Linked DNA regions of Mus musculus: all the other regions are linked to region 1. A link is a contact called in public HiCAR-type, HiChIP or PLAC-seq and promoter capture Hi-C data. All regions are on one chromosome and are shown on one strand. The core of a region is the stretch at or near the end of the contact, and the rest is flanking DNA. Distances in the headings are between cores, read along the strand shown.

Evidence for each region. Promoter capture Hi-C pulls out the DNA fragments that hold promoters and counts their contacts. HiCAR-type assays count read pairs that join an accessible place to other places. HiChIP or PLAC-seq counts read pairs in DNA pulled down with a chosen protein or histone mark.
Region 2: a contact with region 1 is called in an H3K27ac HiChIP or PLAC-seq map of bone marrow-derived dendritic cells, with 2.9 times the contacts expected there. The contact joins the promoter of Gadd45b here to the promoter of Pwwp3a in region 1. A contact is called at or near these places in 2 of 39 promoter capture datasets (liver and pre-B cells) and 2 of 115 datasets of contacts at active chromatin or transcription factors (bone marrow-derived dendritic cells and bone marrow-derived macrophages).
Region 3: an HNF4G HiChIP or PLAC-seq map of pancreatic cancer cells shows a contact between it and region 1. The contact joins the promoter of Timm13 here to the promoter of Pwwp3a in region 1. A contact is called at or near these places in 2 of 39 promoter capture datasets (liver and pre-B cells), 1 of 115 datasets of contacts at active chromatin or transcription factors (pancreatic cancer cells) and 2 of 9 other capture datasets (liver and macrophages).
Region 4: a promoter capture Hi-C map of liver shows a contact between it and region 1, with 2.2 times the contacts expected there. The contact joins the promoter of Lsm7 here to the promoter of Pwwp3a in region 1. A contact is called at or near these places in 2 of 39 promoter capture datasets (liver and pre-B cells) and 1 of 9 other capture datasets (liver).
Region 5: a HiCAR-type map of astrocytes shows a contact between it and region 1, with 2.0 times the contacts expected there. The contact joins the promoter of Plekhj1 here to the promoter of Pwwp3a in region 1. A contact is called at or near these places in 1 of 39 promoter capture datasets (pre-B cells), 3 of 115 datasets of contacts at active chromatin or transcription factors (astrocytes, microglia and pancreatic cancer cells) and 1 of 9 other capture datasets (liver).

What each region holds. Positions count from the first base shown.
Region 1 is chr10:80,225,230-80,228,025 of GRCm38.p6, reverse strand. It overlaps Pwwp3a (PWWP domain containing 3A, DNA repair factor), which reads right to left and starts at 1,428. Exons shown (of 14, transcript NM_023431.5): 1 at 1,322-1,428.
Region 2 is chr10:80,928,681-80,931,476 of GRCm38.p6, reverse strand. It overlaps Gadd45b (growth arrest and DNA-damage-inducible 45 beta), which reads right to left and starts at 1,386. Exons shown (of 4, transcript NM_008655.1): 1 at 1,118-1,386; 2 at 928-1,029; 3 at 226-448. The coding sequence starts at 1,161.
Region 3 is chr10:80,899,613-80,902,408 of GRCm38.p6, reverse strand. It overlaps Timm13 (translocase of inner mitochondrial membrane 13), which reads left to right and starts at 1,440. Exons shown (of 3, transcript NM_013895.4): 1 at 1,440-1,785; 2 at 1,859-1,927; 3 at 2,150-2,796. The coding sequence starts at 1,666. The coding sequence ends at 2,248. It overlaps Lmnb2 (lamin B2), which reads left to right. Exons shown (of 12, transcript NM_010722.5): 12 at 1-1,046.
Region 4 is chr10:80,853,799-80,856,594 of GRCm38.p6, reverse strand. It overlaps Lsm7 (LSM7 homolog, U6 small nuclear RNA and mRNA degradation associated), which reads left to right and starts at 1,386. Exons shown (of 4, transcript NM_025349.2): 1 at 1,386-1,414; 2 at 1,887-1,977; 3 at 2,766-2,796. The coding sequence starts at 1,409. Sppl2b (signal peptide peptidase like 2B) reads right to left here and starts at 1,320. Exons shown (of 15, transcript NM_175195.3): 1 at 1,207-1,320. The coding sequence starts at 1,254.
Region 5 is chr10:80,797,283-80,800,078 of GRCm38.p6, reverse strand. Plekhj1 (pleckstrin homology domain containing, family J member 1) reads left to right here and starts at 1,453. Exons shown (of 6, transcript NM_023900.2): 1 at 1,453-1,998; 2 at 2,102-2,169; 3 at 2,240-2,306. The coding sequence starts at 1,905. Sf3a2 (splicing factor 3a, subunit 2) reads right to left here and starts at 1,344. Exons shown (of 9, transcript NM_013651.4): 1 at 1,274-1,344.

The DNA of each region.
Region 1 (2,796 bases), core at 179-2,678:
TGGCTGCAGCACACACCACACTCCACATACCCCATTCCCTGGAAGGACAGGGACAGATGCAGGGTTCTGGCAGAAGCAGCCAGGGCTGTGAACAGAAATGGAAAGATGGGGGAAGGGGGACCAAAGCAGCAGGAAGGACGGCAGGAACAAGGGAACTACCAGCAGAAACAAGGGTTTATGTAGTAGAAGGGATCGTAGAAGCAGGAAAGGTTTTCCAGAGGGATTACAGGCAGCAGAGTTGGGGGAACAGGGTTCCCAGCAAGGATGGGAGTTCATTAAAGCAGGGTGGGGTTTCAGGAGATAACAAGGGCTCTGCAGCGTTATGGGAACTCAGACAACAAAAGATGAGGCTCAGGTAACAAGGACTGGGGTTTGGGCAGCAAATATGTCCATAGCAAAGAAAGAGGTTCAGGTAGGAGTCAGGTAAAAGAGGTGGGGTTTGCAGTAGGGAAACAAAGATGGGGTTCACAGAGGAACTGAGATTCAAGCTGCAGAAACTTGAGTTCAGCAGGAAATATAGGGTTTACAGCAATGAATGGGAGGTCAGGCTAGAGGGAGTTTGGGCGCGGAGACTGCGATTCTGACATGAAACTCAGAGTTCACAACAGGGATAAGGTTCGAGCAGCAAATTGGGGGCTTAGACTGCAGAGAGGGGGTCAAAGGGAAGAAATAAGGCAAGAAATCCAGAATTTTCAGCAAGGACATAAATTCAGGCTGCTGAGACAGGGTACCAAGCAGTAAATTCACGATTCAGGCGGCACGGGGTGTGTGTGTGTATGTGTGTAATGTTGGGTTGATACTGCAGAGGTCGAGGTATCCGGTCAATAAGGGGCCTCCAGCAGGAAACTCGGGGTCTTAGCAAGGACACGGGTTCAGGCTGCAAAAAAGGGGTATAAGGTAGGAAACTCGGGGCTCAGGTTGCAGAAGAGAGATATAAGGCCGGAAATACGGGGTTCAGGCTGCAGAAGATAGGGATCAGGCCGGAAATACGAGGCTCTCGGCAGGGATGGGGCTCAGGCTGCAGAGAAGGGGACTTAGGTCAGAAACACAGGGTTTGCACCAGGAAACGAGGTTCTCAGCCCCCCAGGGGCCTCGGCCGCACGTGGGCCCTGCGCAGAACCGGACGCGGCCCAGCTGGTCCAGCCCAGCCGCCGCCCTTCCCCAGGCTCTCCGCCTGCACCCCGCCCGGCCCTCCCCAGGCCGCAGCGGGCTCACCCACCCAGCCCGCCTGACGCGGCGTCCGAGCCTGAGCGACCAGGCCGCGGCGGTCCCAACGGCGGAAGCCCGCCCGCCAACCGCCGCCGCAAGCCCGCGCGCTCACCGCCTCCGCCGCCGCGCAGATCCCCGCGGGCTAGGGGCGGGGCCTGCCTCACAGCGGCGCCGAGTCCCGCCCGCGCCGCCGCCCAATGGGAACTGCGTACCTGCGCCTCGACCCCGCCCCCCAAGAGCGCGCCACCTCCTGCGGGCCACGCCTCAGCCCATCGGTCACGCCCTCCACCGCCTTCCCTCCTGCCCAACTTGTGGAGTGCGCGGCGAGGGCTCCCCCTGGGCCCGAGGCAGGGTAGACCGGGAGGCCCGCTCCAAGTCCCACCCCCCGCTGCTGGCCAATAAGAAGATGGAGCTCACATCATGGCCCCTCCCACAGACGGCGGCGGCCTCCCTAGACCACGCCTCAGCCCGTAGTCCACGCCCCAGTTTTCCTACATCCTGCAATGGTTCCTGAGACGGAAAGTGGGCCCTTTTTCCAGACAGATTTCCGCCTGCGAGCAGCTATGCGAAGACAGAGGGGGGTTGGGAAGGCGAAGGCCTCACGAGCTCCTCACAGACTTCTAGTACCTTCCAGCTTCCGAAGTAACCCGATTCCCACCCCAGAAGGAAGTTATCCCACCTATGTGGGAAAAAAAAAAAGCCATCCAGTGAGGATGCCCAAGTCCTGAAGTGGAAAATAGAATGTGAGATGGCCTCATACCTAGGTCCCCAAGCATAGTCAGCGACTGGGAGGGAGGGGGGCTGCATCCAGGACCTGTATCCATGGACTTTTCTAGAACTGGAAGTTTCCAGTTTGGCTGCCGACAAATGTTTTTGTTTTTGTTTTTTTGAGACAGGATCTTTCTGTATAGCTGTGGCTGTCCTGGTACTCACTTTGTAGAGACCAGGCTGGCCTCAAACTCTACCTGCCTCTGCCTGCCAAATGCTGGGATTAAAGGCGTGTGCCACCACTGCAGGTGAGGTTCACACTCAAATTCTTAACTAAGGCAGTTAGGCTGCTCACCTGAGCAATGTCACTGACCTGGTCTCTCATGACTGTTTTTCCTTTTTAAAATGGTTTACTTATTCCCATTTCATGCGCATTGGCGTTTGCCTGCATGCATGTCTGTGTGAAGCCATCAGATCTTGGAGTACTACAGGAAGTTGTGAGGGGCCACGTGGGTGCTGGGATTTGAACCTCCATCCTCTGGAAGAGCCATCTCTCCAACCTAAGTGTTTTTCTACTGTGCTTATTACAGATGGAGAACAAGTGTTGTTGTTGGCCACAGAGGTGAGATGACGGGCCTGCACCCTGGGTGTCATTAGGATGGTGGCTTGTGCCACAAGTGACATGGGGTCAGGAATCCCAGGCCCAGAAGCTTAGATGGCAGTACTAGGGTCTCCTGACAGCACTGGCCAAAGTGGGCAGTGTGTGTGTGTTCTAGGCCACTGATTCTCAGGTAATTCTCTTGAAGTGAGGATTGTCACATTGTCACCACCAAGCATTACTGGTCTGCATAAGCTTGGAGGTTATGCGTGGTGGAGGGG
Region 2 (2,796 bases), core at 137-2,636, 700 kb before region 1:
CCTCTGTTCAGCGCCAGGGGCCCTACTGGGGAAAAACAGGCTGGCTCAAAATAGCTGCCAGGGTGACTAGGCAGCCCACGGGACATGCCAAGCATGGCTGGGCACTGAGCTGGTGCTGGACCAGCCAGCCCAGCTATGTTGACAAACACGGGACCCAGGTGACCAGGACGGGTGGGTGGGGCGGGGAGAGAGAGAGACAGAGACGTGGGGGGGGGGAGGGCTCACCGTGACCAGGAGGCAGTGCAGGTCTCGGGCTTCGGTTGTGCCCAATGTCTCCGCCGGCTCCCCCAGGAGCTGCGCCAGCCTCTGCATGCCTGATACCCGGACGATGTCAATGTCATTGTCGCAGCAGAACGACTGGATCAGGGTGAAGTGAATCTGCAGAGCGATATCATCCTCCTCTTCTTCGTCTATGGCCAGGAGGCACAAGACCACGCTGTCGGGGTCCCTGCAGGAGAGAAGGAGTGTCAGGGGGTCGTCAGACCAGGAGCGGGTGTCACCGTGCACGGGGTGGGATAGGGGGATATGAGCTCCAGGAACCGCAGGCGGGAAGGGTGGACAAGACCCATCGTGCATCAGGAGTGTATATAAGAACAGCCCCCCAGCCGCAGTACTGCACGGGTGCTGGGGTGGCCGACTATGCAAATACTGATGGCGGTGGGGGAGGAAGCACATAGTCCAAAGTTACTGGGGTTGCCTTGTCAAAACAAAAAACACAAAACCTCAAACTTGCGAAGTCAGGGTTCTGCAGCGACTCTCTTTCCTCCTCCCCAAAAAAAATTCTCTGAGAAATGTCGCCCTCCACTCCCCAAAACCGAGAGCGCTGGGAAAGTCCCCCAAAGCCCCGAGCCCTATAGGGATGTTGGAGCGCGCGTGCATCAGAGGGGCGCCCCCACCCACGCCCGAGAAAGGGGGGTGCTGACTCACACATTCATCAGTTTGGCCGCCTCGTACACCCCCACGGTGAGGCGATCCTGACGCTGCGCGGCCACCAGCAGCTGCTCCACCGCGGCAGTCACCGCCTGCATCCTAAAAGGCCAAATGGGGAGATTAGCCGATGACAGCCCCGCAGACCTCAGGCGGCGGGCGAGAAGACCTCAGCCTCTGTTGTACTCACTTCTGAACCGCGTTGTCGCTCGCCACCAGCTCTTCCAGGGTCATGATGCAGTCACACTCCACAGCGGACCCCCACGGAAGATCCCCAAGAGCAAAGTACAAGTCCAGATACGAACCCAAGAGGCAAAAAAACCTTCCCGTGCGACCAGAAGTGTCGGAGGCCTTCCGGAGGCGGTGGGACTTCCCTTCCCAAGAAAAAAGTAGGGGTAAAAAGAAGATTGCAAAATCCCCCTCGAAATTAATCCAAGAAGACAGAGATGAACGCAGACCCAGGGTTGCTGCGGAGTGAGCGCGCGGGCGCTGCGAGCGGTTTATATGACTTCCCGGGTGGAGGCGTGGCCACTGGAGGCATGCGCTTTCCACCCATTGGTAGATGCACAAAGGGCCGAGTATCCCGCGCTGAGATTGGCTGGAGATGGAAAGGGCGGAGCTCGGAGCTCCGGCGGCCCCACGTGGGGGTCAGGGCTGGGAGGAGCGTGAACGCCAGCAGCGGCGACAGCTAGAAAAGCCAGAGAGCTCTAGAGAGAGAGCTCTAGAGAGAAAAAAAAAAAAAAAAAAAAAAAAAAAAAAACCACAGAAGTTTCTCTCCTGATTTCCCGGCAGCCGCGCTACGCAGGCCGCGCGCGGGGTTTCCAGCGCGAGAGGCTGGCCTGAACTTTCGGGGAGGGCTGTCTGGAATCCCCTCGCTGTCCCCGGAGAGTCCCTAGCCTTTCCCAAGCTCTGAAAGAAGGGATGTGCATGCGCCAGGAGGCTTACTAAGTGTTCTGCCGGCCTTGTAGAGTTGGAGAGTGTTTAAATAACGTCTAGGGTATACAGTAAACGTTTGGTAAGTTTGAGGACGGTGGGATCCTCTCCCCAAAGTGAGAACTACCAAGGCACCCTAGCATCGCCAGCACGAAGGTGCTTTGAGAACGCTCAGCCCTCTAAGGCCAGGGTCGCGGGAGGAGAGGCACACAGGAAGCTTCCTAGTGGTCGTGGTAGGTGGCTTGGCGGTGCCCCAGGGGTCCTGGCTGCAGAGCACTAAGGGATCGCAGGGGGAGAGATCCGGAACCCTTTCTCCCTCCTCCCGGCACCCCGAGAATTTCACGTGTGCACGGGAGGCGCAGGTGAAGAGCCCTCCAGACGCTCTGCGGAGTGACCCTGCCCCCTGCCGGCTGCCTCACCGTCTATCCTCAGATCGATTCGCCACACTTAACCCCTGAGGGGGAAGCCAAGTGGCAAAACCCGAAGGGTACTGACCCGGGGAGAGGTGACTGAAAGGCAGCCGCTCTTATGTCCCTGGCATTTTTGTAGTGCGTAGCATGAAGCACAAGCCCCTTCTTCCACGCGTGTCATTTATCTTTCCAAGATTTGTCAGGCAAAGGAATTGATATCTGCATTATGCAAAATGGAAACTGAGGCTTCCAAGGGCGTTCCAAGCCACAGCTTGAGGGCTGGTAGTCGACAGCAAGGACACGAGCGAGGCAGATAGACCCGCGTGGGATTCTCCCACGGTGCACGGGGGCTCCCGGTGAATCACCCTGAGTCGCCTCCTCCGCCAGCCTGGGTCCTGGCCTCGGCCGCGCGGCTCGGTTCCCCGGATCCCCGGATCCCCCGATCCCGGGTCTGGTGACGCATCCTGCTTCCTCCGCGCCACCCACCCAGCATGCGAAATGTCCCTGGCGTGAGAGGCGCGGCGGC
Region 3 (2,796 bases), core at 191-2,690, 670 kb before region 1:
CCAGCTTTGTGCTCTGAATCTGAAGGGTTTATAACAGTCCCCAGCTCCAGGGCATTCACAGGCTTCTCTGGTCCCAGATTCTGAATTGTTCTAGTCCCTTCTAAAGCGGAGGACCAAGGAGGAGCGAGTTCACACATGGGACGACGCCTCCCATCCTAAGACTGAAGGGGACAGGCAAACCGTGGGCGTTGTGCCTTCAGGAGCAAAGGCTGCAGGTTCCCAGCCAGTGACTGCTCACATGAGTGTGGCCACACTAGCTATGCTCCTGGCCTCTCCTGTATGAATACTGTGTGGCCCCTCTGTGCCCCACCTCGATGGCAAGGCCTGGAAACTTGCTTCCCTGCAACTTAGTGCCAGGAGCCAGCCAGTTTCACCTGTCACCTCCCCACCACTGACACATGGTATTTTTTTAAAGAATATTTATTTTTTTACATCGGTCAGTAACGCAGCTCACTGGGATGATGCTCTGGGGGTTCAGGCCTGGAGCTGCCACAACTGGCAGCTTCCTTTACTGAGCTAGGGCGAGTTCTTTCTCTCTCCTGGCACAGCTGATGGTAGGAAGAGTCCAGGCCTAGTCTTCCCCCAAGGCAAGAGCTCTTGGCCACAGGATGCCACCACTGCCACCAACCTCCAGAACCCACCAGCCACCTCCTGCTTCTAGATACCTCCGTTTTCTTTGTGACCGGCGTTGGATCCTGGATAGTTATGGCTGGCTGCAGTCACTGCGCAGCTCTGCTGCCTTGCCCACAGGGCAGGTGTACTCTGCACTGGAGCTAGCTTCCTTGTATTTGAGGAGCAGGTCTAGAGTAATCTGCAGGTCCTCAGGGGTCTGTTTCTGGCCCTGGCTAGGTGAGATGGTTACCGGAGTGGCACTGCTGCTGGGGAGCCGCCGGCACTGCGCACATCGCTCAGCTCTACAGATTGTTTCTTTTATAAGATGCATGCCAAACGTGTGTTCCACCTTTTCTTTTACGCCTATGATTTGTAATATACATTTTACAACTGGAAACTTTTGTATACTCAAATAAACATTGACTTTAACTGCAGCCTCAGAGTAGATCTTCAGATTAAGATAGGAGCAGCAGGCTGGTAAGATGGCTCAGTGGGTAAGAGCACCGGACTGCTCTTCCGAAGGTCCGAAGTTCAAATACCAGCAACCACATGGTGGCTCACAACCATCCGTATAACTTTAAAAAAAAAACATATTAAAAAAAAAAAAAAAAAGCAGCGAGGATTTTATATTGTACGCATGCGCAGCGGGGAGGTCCAGGACAAAATGACCCTGGTCCAGCCCTTGCCAGGGCGTCAAAAGTCAGTGGGCTCACGCGGGAAGTTGCACAGCCTTCTGGGAATTGTGGTTCGGGTTTCCTTCCTTTCTAGAAGCCAAAGGACAGTGCTTAGGGACGGCGCGCACAGCCTTGTGGGAGCAGGAGTTTGCAGTTTCCCATAGAGCCTCCGAGGTCAGAGTGCACGGCGCGCACGGGTTTGTGGGAGGTGTAGTTTAACTTGTTTCCATGGTGACTCAGGCCGCAGCTTTGTCAGACTGCTGACGACGCGCGCTGCCTTGTGGGAATCGACTCAGCCTCTGTTTCCCGTGGTGCCCCGGCTTGGCTTCCGGGGCGTATGGTCGGTGTGCGCGACCGTGGCCCGGTTGACTGAGCAGCCATGGACAGCGGCTTCGGCTCGGATTTTGGCGGCACGGGTGGCGGGAAGCTGGACCCGGGGGCCATTATGGAGCAGGTGAAAGTGCAGATCGCCGTGGCCAACGCGCAGGAGCTGCTCCAGGTGCGGGGCGCGCCGGGGTTGGTGGCGGGGTTCCCCGGGTGAGTCCCCGCTGAGACCTCGCGTGTGTCCACAGAGAATGACGGACAAGTGTTTCCGGAAGTGCATCGGGAAGCCCGGGGGCTCCTTGGATAACTCGGAGCAGGTGAGACATCTCGGGAACCCGGGGTGGTGAGGGGCGCGGGGTCAGGAGCGTCTAGGAGGTTGAGAGATGTGCGCGTGCGCGGCCTCTAGCCTTAGCTACTGAGGAAGTTGTGCGCGTGCGCGGGGTGAGGACCCGGCTTCTGTGCCTAGATCGGTGCAGCCTTCATGGGTGATCCTCGGGTCGTGTGACCGTCAGTCAGGGATCCCCCTCCACGCTTTGCAGAAATGCATCGCCATGTGCATGGACCGCTACATGGACGCCTGGAATACCGTGTCCCGCGCCTACAACTCTCGACTGCAGCGGGAACGAGCCAACATGTGACCGGGACCTGTGCCTCGGGACACCGTGCTTATGGTCTGAACTGTTTTCCCTGCCAGTTAGGGTGTCTCCTCCTAGCCGCCCTGAAGTCTGGCAGCATGGAGGGCTTGGGGATCGAGGCCTCTCCCCTGGGTTGCTGCGTCCAGCTCAATCTCAGAAGAGAGTGAGGACCCGACAGAGCACAGGGATCTGGCTGGCCCCACTGACCTGTGACCTCAGGAGAGCAGGCCAATAAATCGCTGCTGGGGCAGTAAAGCAGGCGTGTCACCTCACTGCTTCAGGTCCCTTCCCCTGAGTAGGCCCAGACCTCCCAGGGTATCTTTCCCCTTGGGGTCAGTGGGCTGCTGGCTCTCAGGGAATTCGGAGCATGATCTCAGGTGTTTGGTCATCCCGGGGAGACCAGCCGAGGTTAAGAAGCAAGGCTTCATGTAGCCTTCACCTATCATGCATGAGGCCCAGGGTGCTGACCTTAACTCTGAATAAACCAAGTGTGGTGCACACCTGTCTGCCCAGCACTTGAGGGTGGGTTAAGTGTGGAGGCAAGAGGATTG
Region 4 (2,796 bases), core at 137-2,636, 630 kb before region 1:
TGGTGGACGGCACCTGCACAAAGAGGGCAGTTTCCAGAGGACAGTGGCCTGCTAAATATGATGTAGAGCCCTGGCCCACTGGCCAGATGCAGCAAGCCCTGACACACTTTCAAAAGCTCATGCTCAGCCAAGAACAGGATGTGGGGATAAAAGCAGCCAAAGAGAGATGTTGGCCACATGGTGGAGAGCCCAGGAACCACATGTGTGAGGAATGCCTTAAAGCTTAGCCAATCAAGGAGGCACATGCCAGCCAGTTGTGGCAGCACCGGGGAGGCTGAGGCAGAGCTGCAAGCCCACCGCCAGCCTGGGCCATACAGGGAGACCCTGTCACAAAAGTCTGTAATCTCAAAAAGGAAAAGAAAAAGTATTTTTAAAAATGACCTGGGCTCTTGTTTCACAAGACAAGAGCGTACACAGTAGCAGGACGCACTGGCCACCCTTCAAACCGGCCCAAGACCCAAGGATGCAACACTCCAGGATCTGGGACTGAAGGCTGGAGCCACAAAGACAAAACAAGAAAGGACTCTACTAAGCCAGGAGTTGCGATGCGGCGCGTGAGATAACTAGGCCGGTGTTTTGCTTTGAGTTCCAGGTTAGCCAAGCCTCACCGGGTGCACAGGGACAGCCAGGGCAACATGGGAAGTCAGAGCCCAGCCTGGACTGCAGAGCGAGCTGGAGGCCAGCCTGAGCTGCGGAGCAAGTTGGAGGGCAGCCTGGACTGCAGAGTGAGTGTGAAGCCAACATGGGTTACATAGTGAGTTCAAGGCTAGCCTGGACTACGCCGAGTTCGAGACCAGCATGCCACCTCTCTCAGAAAGCAAAGCACACCAGAAGCCAGCCTCCTGCCAGGGCGCACCCCGCGCACACCTGAGGCGTCCCAGCAGAAGCTCGTCCCCAGCGTTCTGCACCGACCCTGAGGTGGGGACCCCCTTCCGCCCAAGGTCACAGAACAGAAGCCGGGGTGCCGGGCTGCATGCACCTCGGGGGCCGCGCTGGACGCCCCGGGGATGGAGCGCGGGAACTCGCCCCATTCTGCAAAAGGGGAAACTGAGGCTGGCAGGAACAGCGGCGGCGGCGGTTGGGGCCCCGGGGCGCAGGGCGGGCTAAGCCCCGCCAGAAGTCTGCGGTGGCAATGAGCGAGTGGACCGCAAGGTCAAGGGCACGGTCAGGAGTTGGGGGGCCGGGCCGATCGGCCGTGGCGCTCACCTGGGCCGCGAGTAGCAGCAAAGCTGCGGCCAGCCGCGCCGCGGCCATGTCCGCCGGTCCCCCCGCAGCTCTAGGCGGAAGGTTTCCTGGCAACGCCTTCGGGACGCCGCAACGTGCTTGCGCCGAGGCTGCGCGTGCGCAAAGGCCTCCGCGTTAGAAAAGGGCGGGGCGGCGCCTGCGCAGAGCGACGTGAGGCGACAAGATGGCGGTGAGCATGTCTAGATCGTGGAAAGCAGGGCCGCGGGATCGAGGGTCTGTGGAAGCGAGAGCAGAAAGACTGAAAGGAGAGTGACGGACGCCCTAGAGTAGGGAGACAGGGTGCTGAAGGATGGGAGCCACGTGGGACTGCAGACGGAAGCCATGGGTACAGACCAGGTGACATGAAAAACAGACGACCGACATGAGGATGCAGACGCGGAACGTGGGGGTTGCAGACCAGGCAGACAGGGGTGCGTACAGGAAACAGTGCAGATGGGGTATCCAGGGATGCAGATGAGGACGTGGGCATGCAGACAGAAATGCAGACTCGGGCATAGCATTCAATTAGGCAGACACTGGAGGTGAGGATGCACCCAGGGTTCTGGGAGCCTGAGTTGGAAAGGAGTCCCTGGGTGCCATGCCCAGGCTACAGGGATATGGGGAGGCTGGACCTCTCTCCTCAGCGCCCCACCTCCCAGCAGGACAAAGAGAAAAAGAAGAAAGAAAGCATCTTGGACCTCTCCAAGTACATCGATAAGACCATTCGGGTGAAGTTCCAGGGTGGCCGGGAAGGTGAGTGCCTACCGCAGGGCTCCCTGACACAGAGCTTGGCTGAGGTCACAGCAAGCAAGGGAAGCCACCTAGTACAGGCGTTCCAATAATGGCTTGGGCTATTGTGTACCATTGAAAGGTATGCCCCTATTGTGGGTGGGGAAACAGAGCCCCAGGAAAGGAGTCAAGTGAGATTAGCACCCAGACCAGTATGGATGGATCCTGAAGGAAGGGGCCAGGACCCACGAGGAGGTGGAAGGAGGTGATAGGAAGCCCTGTTCTTAAGCACCTGGACACAGCAGGAACCTGGAAGGTTTCCCAATGAAAGGATTGAAAGTTCCAGGCCAGTTTAAGTTATGTAGCAAGATCTGTCTCCAAGAATCAACCATGGGTGGGGCTGTATGTCTGTGGGTAGATTGCTGGTTTAGCATGCATAAAGCCCTGAGTTCTATTCCCAACCCCGTGTAAACCTGGCGTGGTTGTATAAGCCTGGCATTCCAACACTAGGGGTAAGACAGGAGGATCAGGCTGCCTAGTGAGTCTGAGACCAGCTTGGGCACATGAGACCCTGGGGGGGGGGGGGGAGACTGTTTCAGATTGCATGGATGGGTGACAATAAAGTTTTATGGACACTATATAGCACCTTCCATACTGGAAAGAAGAGGGTTGGAGTCACAGTGACTAGGCCACCACACTTACTTACTCATGAGTTCTGTGGTGGCAACTGTTCCTGAGCTGCCATACCAGGTTCTATATGTGTTACGGGGTGGACTGACATTCTTCTCCATGTCTCGCCCGTGTTCCTCAAGCCAGCGGTATCCTGAAGGGCTTTGACCCACT
Region 5 (2,796 bases), core at 204-2,703, 570 kb before region 1:
TGGCTCAGCGGTTAAGAGCACTGACTGCTCCTCCAGAGGTCCTGAGTTCAAATCCCAGCAATGATGTGGTGGTTCACAAACATCTGTAATGGAACCCGATGCCCTCTTCTGGTGTGTATCTAAAGACAGCTACAGTGTACTCATTATAAATAAATAAATCTTAGAAAAGCAAAACAAAACTGGGGCCTGGGTGAGCACACTGCTTGCTCTGTGGATGGGGCACCAAGCTCTGCAAACGCCCACCAACAGTTCCCAACCCCAGGAAACACAGAAAACGTAGGGCGTGGTGGTGTACACTTCTCATCCCATTTCTTTATCCAAGGTAGGAAGATGGTTAGGTTAGTGTTAGAGACCAAACCGGGCTGTGCAGTGAGATCCTATCTCAGATAAAAGAAAAAAGGGTGGCGGTAGGCTCCAGGGACTCTGATATCCCTTTCTGGACCCTATGGGTACCCCACTCACACACAAAGCTCCACACAGACACATTAAAACAAAATCTTTAAAAACGCGGGGAAGGGCATTTATCTGCTTGCTGACTACTGCTGCAACACGACCACCACGGCAGACCGCACCTTCATACCATCAGCCAAAATAAACCCTCGATTCCTTAAAACCAATCAAAACAGCCAAGTGTGGTGGCTCATGCTGTAAGTCCCACTATGCGAGAGAAGGCAGAGGCATGGCAATGTCTGTGAACTGGAAATCGGCCAAGTTTCCACACCGAGTTGCAGGTCAGCCCCAGTTAAGCAGTGAGACCCTGTCTGAAATAAATGAAAAGTTGTGCCGATGACTGGAGGGGCTCACACGTGAAACTTGGGACAGGAGGCCAGGACGCAGGGACGGGAGATGCGCAACCTCACGGACTACCGTAAGATTACCGATGAACGATCAATAAGGACAGAGACGTGGTATATGTTAAGGTAATGGTCTGGGAGGAGGCCTGGTCCCAGGACAAATCCCTTTTATGTGCAGATACCGTTATCTTTCAATCCCAGCAAGGGACCTGCTCCGGTGGACAGGAGCAGTGGTCGCCAGGGCCCCGATTAACGAAGGTGGAAACGGAAACAACCAAGGAGGTCAAAATACACGCCGAGACGCCACTCGGACACCCCGAACCACCCTGGAGGCCACAGAAGCGCCACCCAAGCCAGCAATCACGCGGCGACCCAACGGGCCTCGCGAGAGCGCGCTCTCCCGGCGGGCGCGCGCCGATCCTGAGGCAAGAGGGCGGCCGCTGCCTCTCCCCGTCCCGCCCCCGGGCTTTCGCTCCCACCTTCAAGCCTCCCCGACGGAGCAGCCGCCACCGACAAACTGTGCAGCTCCTCACCAACGCTAAGGCCTCGCTATCCGGGTTTAATCTCCGCCAAGGCCGCGGTTTCGCCGCGCGCGTGCGCACGACCGACGAAGCGATCCCTTCCGGGAGCAAAGGCGTCGGCGTTTCGTGTGTGCGCAGGCCCAGCGGATGGACTTCCGTCTTCGGTAGGCGGGAGAGAAAGGAGCGTCGGGGCGCAGAGTGCGCGTGCTCACTGCAGCGACCGCACAGTTTCGCTCCGCCCTAAGTCTAGCGGCGCCGGCTATCGTGACAAGAGGAAAGCGTTAGGGTTCACCGGCCCAGGAAGGCGCTTCGCTCATCGTGGAGTGCTCTGAGTCTAACTTACACCTCACGCTTAGTATGTCTGGCGGTTATTTAAGGACGGGCCATCTCCTTCCCGTCTGACTCTGTTCAACCGCGCAGACCCATAAATTAGGGCCGCGCAACCAGCCCAACAACGCGCAGGCGCAGTAACCGGGTTGGGACTTCCGAGATCGCTCTCTGAGACTTTTGTGGCGCTGGCTGCGGCTTCGGGGAGGACGGCGGCCGAGAGGCAGGGCGCGTGTTGGTTCGCGCGGATCCGTGCGGCGGGATGCGGTACAACGAGAAAGAGTTGCAGGCGCTGTCCCGACAGCCGGCAGAGATGGCGGCCGAGCTGGGCATGCGGGGCCCCAAGAAGGGCAGCGGTGAGCCAGTCGGGGCTGCGGCTGGGGCACTTGGGCGGGCCGGCGCGGTTCCTGGGTGGGCGAATGAGAACAGTTCCGCGCTGACACCGCCCTGTGCCTACAGTGGCCAAGCGGCGACTGGTGAAGCTGGTGGTCAACTTCCTCTTTTACTTCCGCCCGGACGAGGCCGAGGTAGGGGCGTGGGGGGCGCGGGGGACCCGCGCGGCCCGGAGGCCGGCGCTCATGGCCGTGTCTCGCGCAGCCCCTCGGAGCCCTGTTGCTGGAGCGCTGCAGAGTGGCCCAGGAAGAACCGGGCGGCTTCTCCATCAGTAAGTTTCCATCCCGGACTCTGCTCCGCACACCCGATCCTTTTTACTCCCTTAGGAGCCTACGTTTGTCCTGGATCCCGCGTCCGCTGGTGGCCCAGGACTGGCCCAGCTATCACTCAGAGTGCCCACTGGGTCTGGTTCTCGCTTAGTTTCTTCTCCGACCCCTCTGCCCGTTCCCAACTGAGAGAGGTGCAGTCTGCGAACGTGGGGTGTATAGCAGGAACAGTCTCTGCCGCCCTCTCTGCCACGGGTAGGGTACGGGCAGGCTTTAAGGCCTGTCTCAGCCTTCTTCCCTAACGAGAACTTTACAGTATCTTGTAGAGATTTGGGCATCATGTCTACCTATATTATCCAGTGGGGTTCTTTATCTGTACCCCTCTTTTCTCCTTCTTGCACGAGTGCACACGTGTTTTGGGGTGTGAGTATGCCAGTAAGGCCAGAGGGAAACTTGAGTAGTTGGTTCTCATCTTCCACTATGTAGGTCTCCAGC